Linked DNA regions of Zea mays: region 1 is linked to region 2. A link is a contact called in public Hi-C data. All regions are on one chromosome and are shown on one strand. Each heading gives the region's core, a stretch centred on a gene start, on an enhancer-like site or on the middle of the called end of the contact. The rest is flanking DNA. Distances are from core to core; before and after follow the strand shown. Region 1 has its middle 37 kb from the start of LOC118476275. Region 2 holds the start of LOC100384736.

Evidence for each region. A called contact is a pair of places that touch in the nucleus more often than the background predicts.
Region 1: a Hi-C map of ear shows a contact between it and region 2, with 3 times the contacts expected there. The contact joins the enhancer-like site here to the promoter of LOC100384736 in region 2. A contact is called at or near these places in 3 of 25 Hi-C or Micro-C datasets (ear, endosperm and tassel).

Annotation. Positions count from the first base shown.
Region 1 is chr2:5,021,920-5,029,450 of Zm-B73-REFERENCE-NAM-5.0, forward strand. No RefSeq gene overlaps it. Among protein-coding and RNA genes, the nearest start is that of LOC118476275, 37 kb to the right of the region's middle. Within about 2 kb of position 5,457, at least 10 of the 20 cell types and tissues checked have an H3K27ac peak or open chromatin away from gene starts, as enhancers often do. A contact at or near this core is called in ear and endosperm, where this site is marked.
Region 2 is chr2:4,931,309-4,938,173 of Zm-B73-REFERENCE-NAM-5.0, forward strand. It overlaps LOC100384736, which reads right to left and starts at 1,382. Exons shown (of 5, transcript NM_001177203.1): 1 at 1,077-1,382. The coding sequence starts at 1,246. It also overlaps the pseudogene LOC103645831.

The DNA of each region.
Region 1 (7,531 bases), core at 4,207-6,706, 95 kb after region 2:
CCACGACACCGCGCACACAGGGCTCTAGCACCTCTCCGACAGCCACGTTGGCATGTACACAAGGCTCTGGCTCCTCTCTGCCGGACACGTTAGCATATAGCTACACCCCCATTGTACACCTGGACCCTCTCCTTGCATCTATAAAAGGAAGGTCGAGGGCACTCATGCGAGAGGTTGGTCGCGCGGGAGGACGGGCTGACGAACAGGCTCGCTCTCTCTCTCTCTCTCTCTCTCCCTCGCGAACGCCTGTAACCCTTACTGCAAGCGCATCCCCCCTGGCGCAGGATAACACGAGCCACGGTCTTCCCCCCTTGTGTTCCGTCTCACGCCAACCCATCTGGGCTGGGACACGCAGCGACAATTTTACTCGTCGGTCCAGGGACCCCCGGGGTCGAAACACCGACACAATCGATCAAATGCGCGGAGGCGGAGACTGGGAGTCTTAGAATGCTTAGAGATTGCTTGGTGCGCTCCTCCATGCGCCTAGGGGTATCTTTTATAGCCCCAAGGAAGCTAGGAGTCGTTGGAGACCAACTTGGAAGGCAATTCCTTCCTTCTGTCGAGTGGTGCACCGGACAGTCTGGTGCACCACCGGACATCCATTGTTCATGTCCGGTGCGCGATCTCCTTCCATATCGGGCGCATACGACCGTTGCTCCTCGGGGCTGGTTGGCGCACCGGACAGTCCGGTGTGCCCAACCGACCGTTGCTGTGGGCCACGCGTCGCCCATGGATTACGCAATCGACCGTTGGCCGCGAGCGCCTTTGGCTCACCGGACAGTCTGGTGCACCACCGGACAGTCTGGTGAATTTTAGTCGTACGCCTCTGTCGTTTTCCCGAGAGCAGTCGGTTCACCGTCGGCCAGCCTGGCACACCGGACACTGTCCGGTGCACCACCGGACAGTCCGGTGTGCCAGGCCTGAGCTGATGTTGGCTGCTCACAGCCAACCTCTTTCCAATTCGAATCTTCTTGTCTTGGCACTGTTTCTAGCACTTAGATGAACATGTTAGTATTCAAAAAACTAATTTACTAAGTCTAGAAACATACCTTGTTATATGATTTGCACTTCTCAACCACTTAGCACATATGAACTAAAACAATATGTGTTGGGCATCTAATCACCAAAACATTTATAGAAATGACCCAAGGGCACATTTCCCTTTCAATTTATTTTTATGAAGCCGACACAACAATTCGGGTAGTTTGGGAATACCCGAACCCGAAATTCTGGGTATCCGAATTTTCGGGTATTATAAAATTCGTTGTAATTTCGGGTATCGATCCTCAAAACCCGAAATTTTAAATACCCGAATTACTTGACCCAAAATTTTCGGGTAACCCGAACGCCCACCCCTAAGGAGGAGAGGCTCCCATTTCTCTTGTTTGTGGTGGAGGTGGTTACAAAGTGGGGTCTTAGCTAAGTCTTGGCTTGGCGGCGGGGCTCTGGCCTCTGGGTCCTCCTATTCGTTAGTCTTATGGACGTCGTCTTGTCTCGGGCTCCCCTGTCTGTCCTAGGGTCGGCCTCTTCCTTTTATAGGATAAGGAAGGGGTCGACCAGCAGTGGCTTACTTAAAAGGAGCCACCTGGTGAAGGTAGAACCGGACATTCTTACCATGGGTTAAAGCCTTCTTATTATGGACGGCGTGGGCGACGTGGGTCCGGGTGCCATCATTTGGACTATGCTGACCCCCGATCTTCGTAGCCTAAGGCTCGGCATGGCTCGTCGTGTTACGACGTGCCAGTGGCCTGTGCACTCAGGCCTAGTCCCGATAGGTCATAAGTGTGTCGTCGGTTGGGGAACGTGCGGGCCATACATGTGCCACAGTTCGAGGGGTTTGTAGGTTATGAGTGCTCTGTGGAATGAGAGGTTTGTAGGTCATGAGTATAGGTGTATATTCTGGCCGCCCGGCCTGGCCCGGCCCAAGCTCGAAAAGGCCCGTATTGTTTGAATTTCGGGCCGTGCCGGGCCGGCCCACGGGCCTAGCCCTCGGCCCACGGCCCAGCCCGTAATTGCTTAAACGTGTCGGGCTCATTTCGGGCGGCCTGAAATTATAAAAGCCCAAAATTCATTTTTGGCCCGAAATTCACATTAGGGCCCGAAATTTATTTTTTGGCCCGAAATTCAGTTTTTGGCCCAAAATTCACATCATATCCCTAAATTCAAAAAAAATAATAAAACAAATAAAAGATAAGACAAATAAATTTGAACAAAAGCAAACTTAATATTTGTATTAAAGTTACCACAGCTATGCAATGACTACCTCATTTACAAATCATTTTGTTAGAAGGAAAAAGAGTATAATCAGCTCTATACAAAGTTCGTAAGTTCAGTTTATTGTCTAATGTTCATAACAAAAGTAAAATTACATCACATACTCTAATTCAAAGCTACAAAAAACATCTAACTAGCATTATCTCTAGCTTTGTGTTCTTTATCAAGTATATGAAAGTGTGAAATGAAAGCGTGGTTTTAATAAATATATGGGCCTTTTCATGCCTCTATATGGGCCATTTCGTGCCGGTCTTAAACGGGTCGTGCTCTTGCCCGCCCATGGGCCATGACCTGGGCCCAAACCCGGCCCGATATAACGGGCCGTGCTGGCCCGACACTAAAATATTTCGGGTCGTGCCGTGCCTGGACCGTGCTTTTTTCCGTGCTTCGGGCCGGCCCATCAGGCCCGGCCCAAATGTACACCTATAGTCATGAGTGGGAGGCAGATCGGTGTCCCTGCTGTGGCTCGACGCAAGGCACAGTTTAATGTGGTCGGTTATTTATGACAGATCGGTATTGAACCAGGCTTGGGATCCACTAGAGTGGTTTCTCTTTGCTACGCTCGGACCCCTATTCGGTTCCACCACGCCCACCCCCGGGCTCTGTGTCGCGGGGTTCATCTGGTGGCGATTCTTTCAGGGTACATGTTGCCTTTCTCCCCTGGTTGACCAGTGGGCCTCAGTTGCTAGAGGTCTTTCAAGAGTAGCCCACGAGCCCCGGGGGAGTACCTCTCCTCGGGGGCTTTTTCTCGATTTGGGAGACGTCTATCTCTCTGCCTTTTAAGCCATTGTGGTGGTCATCCCTTCGCGAGGCATGCCATCTTTGGGCGCAATCAATTTCTACTTAAGGCGTGTGATACAAACTTCTTAGGGTCGTCCACAAATTTGGAGTCTCCCAAGCAACCCCAATCCATCAAGAAACTCGAAAGTTCTAAGAACAACAAGTTCGCACAAGAGGTGTTTGCAACAAGCTCGAGAAATGAGAACGAGAGGGGAGAGTAGAACCAAATCTGAAGGTCACAAGCACAAACATCACACCAAGGGCTCCTTCAATCAATCGATTTGAGAGCTAGATCGGGTGCGAGAGAGGTAAAGGAGGAGTGCTATGTCTCAAGTTAGGTAAGCAATAATTGTGGGAGGTGACCAGCATAAATGAGGAGAAAGGTATGTGGGGTATTTATAGAGTCTTCTCAAAAAGAGTTATTGGGCTGAACTTTTCTGCGTGGGACCGGTTGAACCGCCACCAACCCCCAGTTGATCCGGTTTCGGACCATAGAAAAACCTAGTTCAAAATGAAGCAGTTTGACTAGGGTCAAAGTGCCAGGACCGGTTGAACCGCCCCTAGGGCTGGTTCAACCGTCTTGCGGTCAAACTAGCAATCAGTCTGGCAGTCAGACTGGTAGTCAGAAAGACAGACTAGTCAACTGACCCCGACATCGGTTGAACGACCCCTAGGTCCAGTTCAACTAGTTTTGACCAGAGAGGTTCGAAGAGAAAACCCAAGTTGAACTAGCCCTGTGGCAGGTTCAATTGGTTTTGACCAGAGAGCTTTAGAGTCGAAGTCAAGTTGAGCTGTTCTGGAGAAAGACTCAACTCAGCTCAAGTTAAGTTGAAATGTCGTGAAGACAAGTTCAACTCAGCTTAAGTCAACTGCTTTTGAGCAGGAAGGATCTTCGTCTCACAAACCTCACTTCAGTCGAACCCACAGAGTGTTCAAAGAATTTGGTTTTCAAAATAGCTTTTGAATTTAGAGACTTGAGCAATAACAAACACCATTACCTGTGCGAAAACTATTAAGGAAGAAATAAACCCTGCGAATCAAGAAATATAGAAAGTTTTGTATGATTGTCGCATGAAATATTTTCAAGGCACCACATGATGTATTTCCTTTGTCCTCGATACTTCCTTTTCCCTTTCTCAAATAAAGTTGTTACACCCTTTATATTTACAGAAGCTGAATATACATTAGGAGCAATATTTGTTAGAAACCTTATTTGTTTTGTCGTTTAATCACCAAAACCCTCAATTAGGGTTGATTGCATTTACAGAGTCGGAAAAACACACTTTTCCCTTAAAATAACCTTTTTTGAAATTTTTAGCAGCGTTATTGGAGTTGCTCTTAGGACCATTGCGACACCGAAGTTTATTTCCCTTGGCCCCTGATTAGAGGTAGTTGTAGAGGAAAGAGACTGACAACAACATAGACGAAATTGTAAACATCGCAAGAGTTCTGAGGTGTCACGCCTCATGCCTCCACCACCGCCATCTTCTTCGATGGCAGCTAGGCTATGCGACTCTCCTACGCGAAAGTGATAGGGTCAGAGGCGACGACCACAAGAAACTTTCCTTGTTATACGCACGTGCGGGATATCGTGCCCGGACACACTGCACTCTACAAAAACATCAGATCTATTGTGTGCCCGTCGTGGTGGGGCGCATGGGGACGCGTGGCCACACTAGATGGTTTGGAAGCGAGAGGGCCGAGTGGGCGGTTTGGTCGTGTTGGGTCTGGGCGTTTGACGAGGTTCACAAAAAGTTTTCTTTTGAAGATCGCAGGATGAACACTAGAGGCCCTATAATGAAGTTTTATTCATTTCTTTGTTTTTCAATCTTTAGAATCCGAAATTATAAAATAATAAGAGCATACTGTTTGTCGGCGGCGAGACAACATCACTATGGACGAATGAAAACGCTTGTGGACGTGGAGGTAGCTAGCAGAACAAATTATCATTGAGAATTTAGATTAGACCAAGGCGCTTGACGCCAGTCAGCCGTCCCATTGTCCGTAGCTTATCACGGCGGTGCACCACTTTGCTTTAAAGCCGCGCAGAAGCGAAATTTGGCCAAAGAGGCCACTTTGCTTTGCCGAATCCGTATAAATGATCCGCGCGACATGCACAGGCAACACAGAATCGAACATCGAAACCACAGAACCGGAACCGAAAAACCGGAACAAAAAAACCGGAACCGATTAAACCTGACTAATTTTCGGTTATCAATCTGCAGAAGCCGAACTAATTTTAGTTTTCGGTTTTTTATTCGGTTTAAACCGGAAAACGGAAACATGTGGGCCATCATTTGAAGTAGGACTTTTTAGCCCATCACGCTCTCTCAGTCCATCATGAGCTGCTCGTGGCCTCAGGCCCTCAGCTAGTCAGCCTCACGGCCCTCCAGCCTCGGCTTCACCTTGTGCAGCACTTGCAGCGATTTGCAGAGATCCGGTTGCTGTCGTCTCGTGCAGCTAATTGCCACTGCAGTAAAGAGTAGACACGCCAAGTAATATGCTTCTTGCTCTGTTGCGGCTGCACGCTATTACGAGTGATGACGCACTCCACATTGCCGTCGAGCAAGTACTGCTGCCGCCTGTATACCCTTACCTAGCAAGTTCCTCTGTTTAGACAATGTGGGAATCGGTTTTTTTCGGTAAACCGAAAACCGAACTATATGGTTAACCAAAGGATCGGTTTTCACTTTTCTAAATAAAATTTAGGTTACCGTTTTCCAGAAACCGAACCGAAAAACGTCGGTTATCTGATTACTCAGTCCTAGGCACGGGGCAATCCCCTCATAATACTATAGGAGCTATTAATTTTTTAACTAATTCTCATATATATAATGTAAAAATTCGGAGAAAGGAGAGGATTGAGAAAAATGCGAAGAAAAAAAAAAGAAGGGGCGGAGCCCTACTTCTCCTGCGTGGCGTTCCTGTTCATCGTCGGCCCGTAGCGGCTCGCGCGCGGATCTTGGGCCGCCCCCTTCGCATCCGTCTCCCGCGGTGTCGTCTTCGCGCGGCCCAGAGCGGCAGGAAGTCGAGGCGGCGCGGGATGGACGATTTCCTTCAGGTACGCGTCTAGGGTTTCCGTCTGATTACGTGGGTTCGCATTCTTTCCCTCATCTCGCGTCGCGTCTCTCTCGTCTCTGGTCGCTCCCGTGTTCGTCGTGTGCTAGTTTCTGCGGTGGTTGGTTTTCCTCTCCGTTTCGTCCGTCGACGATTGCCGAGGAGTGGCCTCTCCTGGGTCTCTTGGTGGCTCCGCTCCAGATGGATCCGAAGAATCGCAACCCTAACTGGGACCGTTGGGGACCGAAGGAAGCTCCGCAGGGTTCCCAATCTTGGGGAAAAAACCGAAGCCTCAGCTGGCGTTTGAAGCCGGGGTCTGGAAAGCCTGAGGGCAAGGATGACATCCCTATCTCTTCTTCCAGCGATGGCGGCCAGCCAGGTATTCTTAAAACCCCTCCCCCTACCATTCTGAAAGTAGAGAATGAAATGGTGCGTAGGGTTTTCTGCCAAAAAAGCGGTATGGATGGCCATCATGCTAGGGAGTGCTTCAAATCTTTGTGGTGTGAGATCTGTCGCAAGGAAACGCACAACACCGCTCGGTGCGTTCTCCCCAAACAGAACAAACCCAGCATGCCTATTGTTGGGATGGCGGGGGATGGACTAGGGTTTTACTCTTCTCATTTCTCCAAGCCGTTATCAAACAAACCGAACCATAGTTTTATTGGTCTGGTTAAATTGTTAAGGGTTTGATCTCGGCTGAGGATCTTGAGAAGGATTTCAGTTTTCATTTCCCCTGGGGCCGTACTTGGAAAGCTACCAAGTGTCACTCTAGTTTTCTAATGCAATTTCCTTCTCAAGAGAGGTTGGATGAGATGATTAATTTCCCGGAACTGAAAATGAAATTGTCGGGTGCAAAAATCTTTGTATCTTCTTAGAGCTCTCAGGCTAAGCCTGTGGGGGATAGATATCCCCTGGGTCCACTAAAGAAGTAAAAGGCCTCACGAAAGGCCCAAGGGCCCAATAATTCGTAAGGTCATTCTTTCGTGGGCCTAGGGAAAGACAACCAACAAAGAAAAGAAGACGTGAGACTGATTAGTGCAAACCCAGACGGCCCACAACGTCGAACGAATGAATCGCAACAGAGACCCGACTTTCCCGCGCTGAAGCCCACATGCAACAGAGCCATGCGAGGATAAGTCGGCAAGGGTTACGTAGGGATAAACTCAAGAGGTTCACTATCTTTTAGCTACTTGTTGTTATCATACTCACGTGTACTGCCCCACGGTCGAGTATATAAGACCTAGGGGGCACCCCTTCAGAACGATCGCCCCTGTTCTACTTAGCCACCCACATAAACTCTCTGCGTCCTCTATCCGGAGAACCCTCTTGTAACCACGCTCATATACTCACCAGGACGTAGGGTGTTACGCACTTCTAAGCGACCCGAACCTGCAAATCTTGTCCACTGTCCCTCGTGCGA
Region 2 (6,865 bases), core at 132-2,631:
CACTATAGCATAAGGTCCTTGGCAGCAGAATGGAATTATTGCCTGTTAAACTCAACTTTCATCAGATCTACGCGTGTTTCACATTTCTCCAACTAAAGGTTTGCGTTGCAAACAGTAGCAGTTATCCGTCGTTAATCTGATTCTGAAATTCCGTTTACAACCTTTCGTAAATAAAGCTTTAAACAATTGTATACAACAAAAGATGGGAAAGGGTTGCTTGGATCTGCACGCCATCTGCTGAAGTTCTTTACAAAAGCCCAACAACCATGAAAAAAGGGCAACCATTTTGGCCGAAACAAATGAACAAATCGTCTCTCCCATTTAATTTAGATTTGATTAAGGACCCAAAGTAGACAAACTGAACTGAGTGCCCTAGTATAAAACAAAAGGAAGCAAACATTTGGCGCTAAGCCAGTCACCGAGTTCAGTTTCGCGTTCACCATAATGATATATCAGTATGACAATATCCATATAATAGGGTAGATAGAAACGCAAGACAGCTAATGACAGCAAGATGAGTGAGGACCGGAAACGAAGGTTTCAGGCAACTGATGAACCCCTTCCCAGCAGAAGGAATATGGATAAGAACATTTGACGCTAACATAAGACTACACCGAAATCAGGTTACAGCTTCGCGACAGCAGGAGAGAGTGGAAAGCAGGAGCGATAGACAGAACCGAAGGGGATTTCGCCTGCGAGCGAGGAGCCGAGGAGAGGGCGAACACGCCTTCCCGGATCCGCCACGCCGGCTCCGTATCCTCGCCCGGAGGAGCGGCCGCAAGCCCGCAATCAGATTTGACCCAGCGAAAGGTACGGCCACAGCCCAAGGCCCATCCCACGTGGCACTTCCACAGTTAACGCGAAAAGCTGGGGTGGCAAGTGCTAAAGCGCGTCAACCGCCGAGAACAGGAAAGAGGGGAAAGCGCGGGGGAGACGAACGAGAGAAGGAACTCAAATTTCCCCCACCAGGCCACCAATCGAGGGACTAGACAGCCGCGAACCACTCCAGGGAAGCAGAGCCCTCGCTGGACTCGGCGGTGCGGTGCGGGGAGTCTCGGAGAGGTGAGGCTAGGTACCTGCCACTGCCGTTGGCGAGTGAGAGGCTGAGGCCCTGGCCTTGCTGCGGCGGCTCCTGGGTCTTCCTCTCCCCCGCCTCCGCCTCCGCCTCCGCCTCCTCCTCCTTACGCTCCTGTTCCTTGCGCGTCTCCTCCGTCTCCGTCTTAATATTCCGCTCCAACAGATCCATCTCACCAACTTGCAACTCCTCTCTCTCTCTCTCTCTCTCTTCGACGCCTGAGATGAAAGGGGGGCAAGCAGAGGGGGCAGAAACGAGAAAGAGAAAGAGGCCGGCCAGCCGCCAGCAACTATGTGATGAAACTGTGTAGTACCGCAAACGGCGCATGTAAGGCTATCCGCACTTATACTACCACTAGATGAGTGCCCGTGCGTTGCAACGGGAATATATAATATCATGGTAATTTATGTACATCTAGACAGTGTTAGGTAATACATGAAAACAAACAATATATATACTATCTTTGATCTTAATATCTTATAGGTATGTGCTCGTGCATTGCAACGGAACATAAATTTACATAAATTGACGAGCATCTAATGGCTCAGAGCCCTAGTGACAGGCGACGCGAGCGCAATGGTAATGGGAACCCTCATGGGGAACAGTGCCTTGTTGCAGAGGAGCGCGAGTCCGAGCGAGCCACCACTTGACCCTTTGAGCTCCATCGTCCTGTTGTGAGGATGCATTTGCCACGAGCTCCCTATATAAAACAGGTTGTTCAAATCATAATAACTAAAATAATGGTATGCCAAAACTTTTACTGCTACGCTTAAAGACTCAGACAATACTGACAAAGCTAACATATATCCTTATCTAATTGACTCATTCTTGATGGCACAAAAAATATAGATCAAGCAAGCATATTAAGGTTATAGTATTGGCACAATTACGCTTTCAAGATAATAACAAACCACATGTGTAGCTCAAGGTGTCTTGGCGGTAGGCACGTACAGAAGCGTGGCCTCAGACCCTTAGTCCATTAGAAACATGGAATGGTAACGGTGCCATGGGAATGGTAATGTTAGCCCAATACGAGGTATCCTAAAGCTTCTCATTTTCAAATCTGACGCTATCCACCTTAATCCGTTGAAATTTAGTCACAGTCTTGAGCTGTAGTAGATAAACAAAACAGAAATTTATCACAATATTGATGTCGTTGGTCAAACAGACAAATAATGCCTACTTCAACTTGCTCAGAACAGGAAAGGCTGATGGACCTAATAAGATTGTCATTAGGGGCACCAAGCGTAAGATCGACAACGACATCACTGGTAAGATTACTCGCATAATCTCTATTATACAAAGTACTGACATGCAAGCCACAATGATACCAGAGGATCCAAAAGTCTCACGTATAGCAAATACAATATATTTGTAAACCTCATCTTGATGAATTCACGCTAGTGGACATCGTACCGACGATCAGTAACTGATCATTGTGGAGGCATTTCTAAAACATAATGCAAAAGCATGTTGCTAAGGAAGATAGTAACAATTTCCAGAGAACAGGTCAGCTACAGTACTCATTGGCCATTGCTAAATACAAAAAAAGAAGCTGATGTGCTAATTAATTTTTAGTAGTATTCAGATCGCCTGGACATTTCAAAACCAAATGGAAGTGCTTCTCCCTCAGACTACAAGGTAAAAAGTAACCTTACAATTGAAGAACCATGACAAAATGTATCCTTTAATTGAATAACTATAATACAAAGCAATACAACGAAAAGCTCTCCTGATATTTTATTGAGTCAGTTATTTTAATCTCAATATATTAATAGATACACTGGTTACTGACAACTACAAATAATATCTTAGAAGACGAATGAGACTTACACAAGCTATTGGACATCATCAACCATCTCCTATATTTTGACCATACAACTGGACAGAGGGAATGAACTCCATTCTGTAATGAAATATCAAGTTTAGTGATGTAAAAGGATAAACTATCAGGAAAACAATACTATGGTTTGTAATTTGTTTCGTAGCTTGAATAAAAAATCATGGCAGATCTAGGCATAAACAGTATTAGGGGTGCTTGGTTTAAGGATCAACTCATCCTAGATGAGGAGGTATATCGTGAGTTCATTTCATGAGCCCGGTGGAATCATCCCATTTGTCTCTGCAAATATTGGGTCAGTGGAAAAGGACCATATTCATGGGGATCTGACTTTACCATCCGTCAGTGTTTTACTTTCTATAAGCTACAATGGTGCTAATCAAGGAAGTAAATATGAAACCAACCTTCAACCAGGGACTGCTACGGAGGATATGATGGCTTTCGAAGAGCAGAATGCAGACAAGTCTCACTTAGAAGCCTACCAGTTCAAGCGCATCACATACACGGCGACCCATGTACAGCAAGGGACCAGGAAGCGCAAGGGAGATGGATGGGAAAGAAATTCGGAGCCAGGAACGAACCAGTGGGCACAGGTGGACATGGCGGCCATAGCTGCGGCGGGATCGGAAGTCGGCGGCTGCCGCTGCCATGGCAGTTCCAAACTGCCTCGTCTCGCCGCTTGGCCTGTGGCTCCTGATGAACTATTATATATATATGTACATGAAGTTCCCAAGAGAAAAAAAAGAATAAAAATGAACAGAGCTAGAACGGATCTGATTTTTTGTTGCTTCCTACACCAGCACAACTTTCCTTACTTTTCCCCCAGGTCGATGTTCCTAGGAATGCGAATGTCGGTGTCCAAGTGTTGGATCCCTGAATTGATGAATGGATGAAATAGTTCATATATATTAGAGACAGGGTACTAAAATTGGACACACTTTTACAGCGACGAAACAAAAAAGCATACAAATGGAGAACATAAATAAAACAAAATCATTTCTCATGATATCTTCGATTCTGTATACGCATGCCATTTTTAACCATATGATCTATGAATAACAGAAAGCAAGAAACAACACAGTTACCAAACAGACCTGCGGATACTCGAGGGGCACTCCCCTCTCCCGCAATCGAGACGGTCGTCGCCGGATGCTTGTTCCTTCCTTGTAAAATGGCGAAGAAACAATGCAGTTAGGATTCATAGTCTTCCACACTCCGGTAAGGGAGTGATATACCACTGGAAAAAAAAACTACTAACCAAGACTGTAAACTATTTTTTCCTTTCATCACAAATTAAATTGTAACACCATTATAATGACCATTTTTCTTATATAATTCCCAAACGTATTTTTATGTCCGTGCGTCCGTTTAATAGCCTTGCTGTAAGGAAGAGCAGACTATATGCCTGTACATATGCCAGAACTGAGCAAACTGAATAACACTCCTTTCTCTCAAACTGAATATATGCCTGTAACAGCACGAGTGGAATTTATCTCAAAACTGTTACCAGAACTGAGCAAGGAAGAGCAGACTTCCTCTCCTACAAGTATGTCAATAACGGAAGAAATAGCACTCCTTTATCTCAAATTGTTACAAAAGCACCCTTTCTCTCAGAATGTTACCAGAACTCAACAAGGAAGAACTGCATCACGGGGGCTGGACGCGCGGTAGCAGGAGGAGTTTGGTAACGGCGGGGGCAGTCTACACTCCCCTCTTAATAGTTGTAGAGATTTCGGACTCAGAAGCTGTGCAAGATGTCGTATAATGACATCCCCACTCAATATGGTACAGTCCTGGTCATTTAAAGATAAGATCAATTTTATTTTTAATAAAATAAATTGACTTCATAGTCCATAAAACCTAAACAACAACGCAGCAAGCTTTGATTTGAAAATTCACCAATAATTCATCAAGAACTGCATCACCGTGCAAAACCTGCAAGAAACAAGGGTCTTATGCTATAAGCAAAAGTTTATATTAATTTCTGATCATGCTTAGGTTCCAGCTGCAAATCAGAGAGCGCATGGAACTTATCTAATGCTTGCTTATAATAATTAATACTAAATAATTCATATGGGACTTGTTTTAGCGTTCAATGTGCAATATAGAAAAGCACTATCACGAGTACCAAAATAGTGCATGCATAAAAAATAACAATATGATACATGTTCCAGTAGCACCATATGCTGTCAAATATGGGGTGAGTAACTATATCACTCATGCCAACAACTTCAGATGTGCGTACCCAGTGCCAAAAGCTCCCACAGAAGAAAGGGTATGGGGAAGAGAACTTTTCTACATCCTTACCCTTGCTTAATTTTTCAAGGATCTCCAAACAGCAAGTGGAGAGACTACCACTGCACCAGGCCCTATTTTTGATAAATATGAAATTTTGAAGGAATAGCGGTTCAAAACCTTTGCTACAACAACTTACTGGGACAAAACCTGCATGGAGTGACTGAATTATTTGAGAAGCATTTGCTGATGCAAGCTGCAAATGCATATTAACAGGATTAGGTATGGATGTACAACAACTGTAATTCTAAGAAGATACAGAATGATATGCAACAAAGCAATAGTTATCAAGTTTGCTCACTTTTCTTTGTTGGGTAGACCACCAACAAGCAAATGGTGACATCCCAACAGATGGTATTCCTTCTGCAAAAGAATATGCAGTACATCACAAGCATAATAACAGAGATGGTAGATGAGCAAAGTGTTTCCTATATCCCCTCATGCAGATATAATTGTAGAAATGCCAATGACAGAGCATCTTGTCTTTCTCCCGAGCACGGCAAAGAGTCTTCTAAGGTGTTGCTGTAGAAAAAAGGGTGCTAGGCCTTTCCAGAAAATAGAGTTTGATCTATAGACAGAATCAATACAAGACCACACTGGAGTACTCGCTATGTAGAGGTCCGTTGCCAGCCTCCTACCCACCGATAGCTAGGATATGATGATGGTATTGCAGAATTCTACACCACACTTTTCATTCTAGTAGTTCAGTAGCTTGAGATCAGAATTCTAGAACTAACATGTTCCTCAGTTCAGCCTACCTGCAGCTGTTGTGCTCTTATTCATTCATCCACCAGAGCCCAGGAACTAACCAATGGCTCTATGCCTCTATAACTGGCATCACACGTGGAGCCTCCTTCACATACTCCATGGTTGAAAGGAATGTTTGTGGTGGCTGAAAATAAGATAAATCAAACCTGAGTGTCCAGAGAATTTAGGATAAGTCTTATGTAGTGCTAATTTGCACCATTTGATCTTACAGGGGACACAAAACCAGAAGTGGAGCTTGGTTGTCGATGGCCCACAAATTGACCCTGCAAACACAAGGCGGTAGTACTGCACGGCCTAGGCGATGAGCCCCATCGCGGCGGACACCACCAGCACGACACACGTGGAGCAGCGCCAGGCTCGACGACCACCGCAACGCCTTGCCCAGTTCCGACGCCGGGAGAGACAAGAGGAGACGCTGCGGACGTGACATGAGAAGCGGGAAAGATTGGTGGCGAGCGCAGGACTGCACGAGGCATCTCTAGCGGCTACCGCCATGACAAGAGATGGATTGGATGCCCCTGCCAATTCGGTTGCGGTGGTCACTGGTTCCTCCACCGCGGCAGCTGGTTCCTTCGAGGCAGCTGCCTTGCCTGAGAGGGTTCTTCGACCAGAGGGCCGCCCAAAGATGGCTGACATCGGCGTCGCCCTCGAGGTAAGGGTGGAACCTCCCGCCACTGCCACCGCCCCCTCCACCACCTCAATCTGCCGCGCCGCGGGAGGAGTAGCGATTGGGCGGGCTACCCCCTAATCCATCGCTGCTGCTGCCAGACCAGCGAGAGGGACCCCGTTGGAACCGGGCTCCAGAACGGTCTCCGCCGCTCGAGGGGCCGCCGGAGCGATCGCCGCCGCGGTGCATGTCGCAGAGCTAGGGTTTTGCGGGAAACGAG